2 separate regions of the Gossypium hirsutum genome follow, and region 2 is linked to region 1. The links are chromatin contacts, called in public Hi-C maps. All regions are on one chromosome and are shown on one strand. Each heading gives the region's core, a stretch centred on a gene start, on an enhancer-like site or on the middle of the called end of the contact. The rest is flanking DNA. Distances are from core to core; before and after follow the strand shown. Region 1 holds the start of LOC107909904 (MLP-like protein 31). Region 2 holds the start of LOC107909907 (protein ESMERALDA 1).

What was found. Hi-C and Micro-C count contacts between places; a contact is called where the count stands out from the background.
Region 2: a Hi-C map of hypocotyl shows a contact between it and region 1, with 1.8 times the contacts expected there. The contact joins the promoter of LOC107909907 here to the promoter of LOC107909904 in region 1. A contact is called at or near these places in 2 of 34 Hi-C or Micro-C datasets (hypocotyl and leaf).

What each region holds. Positions count from the first base shown.
Region 1 is chrD02:53,923,828-53,926,776 of Gossypium_hirsutum_v2.1, forward strand. LOC107909904 (MLP-like protein 31) reads left to right here and starts at 1,427. Exons shown (of 2, transcript XM_016837605.1): 1 at 1,427-1,651; 2 at 1,773-2,315. The coding sequence starts at 1,456. The coding sequence ends at 2,050.
Region 2 is chrD02:54,119,096-54,122,021 of Gossypium_hirsutum_v2.1, forward strand. LOC107909907 (protein ESMERALDA 1) reads right to left here and starts at 1,624. Exons shown (of 11, transcript XR_005910418.1): 1 at 908-1,624.

The sequences.
Region 1 (2,949 bases), core at 177-2,676:
ATGATCCAGGATGGTCTAATTGGTCACGCCAAGTAGTAAATGCATTTGTATTAGTAAACTTCTGGTTTACTTTAACATGTGTTTCAATTGTACTAAATTGTAACAAATTGATAATTTTATTATCATTTCTTTTAATTTGTATCCACATATAAGTACTATTATGACATTTACTACTGGAAATGTCCAAATCAATGTGAAGTTTATAATGCCACTAAGTCAATAAATATAATTTTTAAATAATTATATGCAATATTCGCTTCAGGGAATAGCAAATTTTGTGCTTTTTAGATATTAATATATTAGTTCTTCTAGAGCTTTCAACTTATTTTGTACTACCAAATATTGGAATAATATTTGTTTGTTTCAGTATCAAATAAGATAAATATTTTCTTTTTATAATGATAGAATTCATTACTACATTCTCATATCTTTCCTCAAAGAATATTAACAAGAACAAAATATTTGGGCATACGCCATATATGTGGCCAAAAATATTTCATGTCACATTGATAACATAAGTTATCTTTACCCTTTGAAGAGTGATCTTGAGAAATTTTATTGTTCTCTTATTTATTACTATGTTCCCACTTTCAGTGGTCCATGAGTATATCTTTTATTTTTTTTTTATGTTTACATTCACTTCGGGGAATGCAAAAAATCTGGTAGGACAGACTTCTAAACGCCTCTATTGATTTTTTATTTCATAATCATCTTCGTAAACATACGTAGATTTTAAATCAGAATCTACCTATTCATGTTGTCATGATTATTCTCCAATTACAATAAATAAAACATAGTAAAATATACCTGAAGATCTTTAACATCATCATCATCACCTTGACTATTATCATGATCATCCATTTTGAGATTGAATCTTTCAACATCCTGAAGATTGATTTGTGGGACGACTTCGAAAGATTTTGAAAAAATAGAGAATCATCATGCTGATAACGTGTTATAAAATAAAGAAAGATGGAGAGAATAAATAACAAAGAAAATATGAAAGCAATATTAGAGAATGTACTTTATTAATCAAAGGGATGATAACAATGCTTCATCAGAGTCTCTATTTATAGGCATAAGAAGTATAAAAGAAGTATAGATCTAATTCTAATAACTATTAGAATTTAAAGTACATCAAAACTTTATCTTGATCATGATAGACATCCACCTAATAAGATATTCATAATAAATCCAACATTTATTATTTTAAATATTCGTGAATGAATTTTAAATAAAATCAAACTTTTATGTTTCTAGTTCAAAGAAGATTCAATAAGGAAACCAATTGTGTAAAACTAAATATGTGGCGAATGACAATTAGTTAATGAATAGGAAATTGAGTGGTATCAATTGGAGAGGATTATTGCCTTAGACATTGACCGCAGTCTATAAATATTGTCTAGCCTAAACATCAAACAAACTACTCCCACATCAAACATTGTTAGTGAAACAATGGCATCTTCAGCTCTGACAGGTAAGATTGAGGCAGATGTAGAGATTAAGGCTTCTCCTGGGCAGTTCCATGAAATGTTCACCCACAAACCGCACCATGTGCACCATACTTGCTATGACAAGATTCAAGGATGCGATTTACTTGAAGGTGAATGGGGAAAAGTCGGTACCATTATCAGTTGGCGTTATGTGCATGGTATGATAAATGAACATAGCAAACCCAGAAATCTTCTCAAGCTTTTTGCTTGATTTCTTTCTCTTTTTATCTGTTAATTTTAATAGCAATATCCTATAACAAAACAATATTGTTTGTTCAGATGGAAAGGCTAAAGTTTCAAAGCAGCTAGTTGAAGCGATGGATCCTAGTAAGAACTTGACCACTTTCAGAGAGATAGAAGGAGATCAACTGAAAGAGTATAAGAGCTTTGTAGCCACGCTTCAAGCTTCGCCTAAGAACAAAGGTAGTGGCAGCATAGTGCACTGGACTGTGGAATACGAGAAACTGCACCACGGGATTGCACATCCCGATACTCTGTTGCAATTCTTGGTGGATGCCTCCAAGGACATTGATGCTCACCTCACCCAACCAAACTAAAGGATCGATTAAGAACATCCTATGTCCGTACTGCTCTACTACTACTACTACTACCTGAAGCAGTACTAATCTAATTAAGAATAAAATGACAGCCACCTTTCTTCTTTGTTTCAATTCGAATATGTATACACGTTTGGATCAATATGCTGTCAAAGAGAGGGAGCTTTATTTTCTTAGTATTTGTTGTTTAATTATGTACCAGGTTGAATGTACGAACCATGTGCTTGTGTGTTATATTTTATAATATAAAAGTATGGTTTGGTTACAATTTTTGTTAGAATTTTATTGATATTTTGATAATATAAAACTAAAACTTACCCATATCATGAAATATATGTACTAATCTTCAACATTTCAGTATTTTCATTCAACACTAAAAATTTACCCAAAAATTTTGAATTTTATTATTTCCGTTCTGAATTTAATTGTGGTTTGAAAATTTTTATGGTTGTAATAGTGTAATTATAAAAAGAACACTGGAGTTTACTAAGAAAATAGGAGTCATTATCGATTTTTTTTATAGGTATGTTCAGACACTTTAAAATTATCTTTAAAAAAAATTAAAAATCTTTTTAAAAAAAATTAAGTTCTGAATCTGCATTAAAAATTAGAGACAATCTTAAGTACATAGGAAAATTTTAGTACCCTTGATGTCTAAAAATCAATACCTTACTAATTATAAGTTTTTTTATTTGAAAATTATAAATTCGAATTCAATATCCAATCGTGATCCCGAAAAATTTCGAATATTAAACCAAATTTTAAATTTTAAAAATATAAATTATAACTTTATAGTCGAAGAAAAAGACAAATTGCATTTACTCAGGTTTGAAAGGGCATTTCAACGGAGAGAATGATAAACGAGATTGTATCCATTGATTTTAGCAACAATCACATCA
Region 2 (2,926 bases), core at 374-2,873, 200 kb after region 1:
AATCTCAATAATCAATTTAAAATCTACAAAGCCTTCACCGTGCAACTGTTGCAGTATAGAACACTACAAAAGTTAGATATGACAGTATAATTAGATTTATACTCTGACAAATTCGCACTGATACAAGCAAAGAAGAAATGAACCCAATTATGAAAAGAAACCATAGCGACTGTTTACCATCCTAGTGTTCCGGTAATAAAGTGATTTGATTTATTCATATTCCGCTTCTGTAAAAGACTAATATCTAATTATCAAGTTAGATTTAGAAGAAGCAAGTCATCAACAATCCGCCAGTGCTGCTCTGCCTAAAGATTTAATCAATCAACGGAAGCCTCTGGATTCAATTCACTTAAGCTGCAATTATTTTTACTACAATATATAAAGAAAAAAGACAACTGGCTAGACAATGCAGTTTCCATGTTCTTCAGATCCAGATACGATCCCAAAGATTGTTACAGCTGGAAATGAAACATGTACAACAAGACACAAGGGTCTACTTCCTCAGCAACCAACAGTGATTTTTTTATTAAAAAAAAGGAATAATGCTAAAAATGATTCCCTACTTCAGCATTCTATTTCTCGGTAATCTTCAGACTGAGAAAAAAATTTAAAATCTTTACGTTATTTCTAAATTTCAAGGAACTATTCGGAAATCTAAAGTCTAACACATTATCAATAACACAACAGGAAAAAGGCAACTATATTATCCAAGTTCCTCAAATTCTACCAAGATCCAAACCAAGAAGGAAAAGAAATCAAACAAAAACTCGAAATTCAAAATGGTTCAAAAGACAAATCCGAGCCAAAAGTGAAAATCTTACCAAAAAAAAGAAATCGACCCGCAATAATAAGATCCAAGAAGCCATCAGAATTGAGTAAAAAGGAACATAAAAAATAAGTGACTCACCGCATCAGCAGAGGAATTATCGGCATTCATATCAATTTTAAGCTTCTCATAAAGCTGGGGACTCCGGTAAACAGAGCCGGGTGCGGGTCGGTGTTTAATAACGGGAACCACATCAAACGAAACGGTGCCCATGTAAAGAAGCATCCCAGAGATGTAAATGAGAGGAGCAAAGAGAAAAATCCCTTGTCGACGAAGAAGAACCGAAAGAAGTAACCAAGCGAGACGGTGGGCTATGGTCCGCCCCGGTTGAAACGGGCTAAACCGACCCGACTTCCTTCCGTGGCGGTACCTCGGTGACCGTAGTGGTGACGCCGGCGGTGATGGGGTGCTGTGGCCGCTACTTGGAATCCTATTTTTTGCGTGCATTTGAAAAAACAAAAAAAGAAAAGGAAAGAAGAAATTGTTCCTCTGTTTATTTTAAATTTTATATATATTTCCCCTTTAATGGTTACGTTATAGAGGAAGATGAAAGCTTCGTATTTTCTTTTTCCTTTCTCTGCTGTTGGTGGGGACGAGAGAAAGAAAAGAAAAGAGAGAGGAAGAGCCGAAGAGGATTTTTTTTTTCTTTTCTTTATTTGAATTTTTGGGTGTAAATTGGATGTTTGTAGTGATCGAAAGGAAAGGGCAGAGAAAGAGGATCGCACGTGCAAGTGGTGTTTGGGAGGGAGGGAAAATAATAATAGGAGGTGTGTTTGGAAGGGAAAAGTATTGTTCTTTTTTATTCCAAAATCACTCACATCACATGTTTATACTCTCTCTTTTTTTTATTGAAAAAACTCCATTCTTCTTACTTCATTCTTAGGCATCAATCGTGACGTTTTGAAGTTAAAAAGAGGAAGTTTTGGTCAATATTTTATTTATTAAGGGTAAACTATAAAAATAGTTATTTTTATTTGTCTCAGATTACATTTTAGTCATTTAAGTTTGAAATGTTACGTTTTAGTCACTTATATTATCGTTTTGTTACAAAGTGGTCACTCTACTGTTAAACTCCGATACCTCCTTAACGACAGTCTTACGTGGCAGTCCTAATGAGTTTTAAATGCCAACTTGGATGTCCAGTTGCTAGAATTAAAATATGTTTTTAGTTAAATAAATTTAATTTGGCCTGCCACGTAAGACATCTAAATTTACATTTAAAACTCATTTGGATTGCCACGTAGGACAGCCATTAAGGAGGTAATGAAGCTTAACGGTAGAGTGACCACTTCATAACAAAACGATATCATAAGTGACTAAAACATAATATTTCAAATATAAATTACTAAAATATGATCTGAAACAAATAAATGTGATTATTTTTATAGTTTAATGTTATTGTAATTAAACCCATTGCATTGTGTATTTCATAAGCTATTATCTGTTTTGCTTCTCATAATTTTACTTTTCAGAATTTTCAATAAAGAAAGGGAGACTTAATTTGGAATTCGTGGTTTAATTATTAGCTAATTAAGTTTTTTTTCCATCAATATTGATCTCCTATATAATGCTTTTATTGGAAATTGGTTTCCTAAAATAAAAAATCAGACAATGGTATAATTGGTATTGAGTTCAACCATCGACTTAAAAGGATATACTTTTTTTTCCACTTTAATTTTAAAGTTTTTTTTTCACATTTTAGTCTCTAACATTATTATATGTTCCCAGTGGCTAATTTTTTGCCATCAACCTTTAATTTTTTTTTCAAACTGTTTTTTCTAATATATTTAATAAAAAAATTCAAGGTTTCAATCTTTCACACATTTGTTTACTAGGAAGTTTTTCTACTGAGTTAATTTTTTTTAGATAATTACCTTTATTTTCTTTAAATTAAGAGTTTTTTAATTTAATGTATTATTTATTTTATTATTTTTTACATGTAACTAACTTATAGGGTTATTTATGTAATAAATTACATCTCATTAAAAATATTCCACATATGAAATTTCACATCATCCTCGCATTATCCTCGCATCATCCTCATTAACTTTTTTTAACATTACTTTCATTAAATTTGTTAGAAAAAGTAGTTCGGAAAAA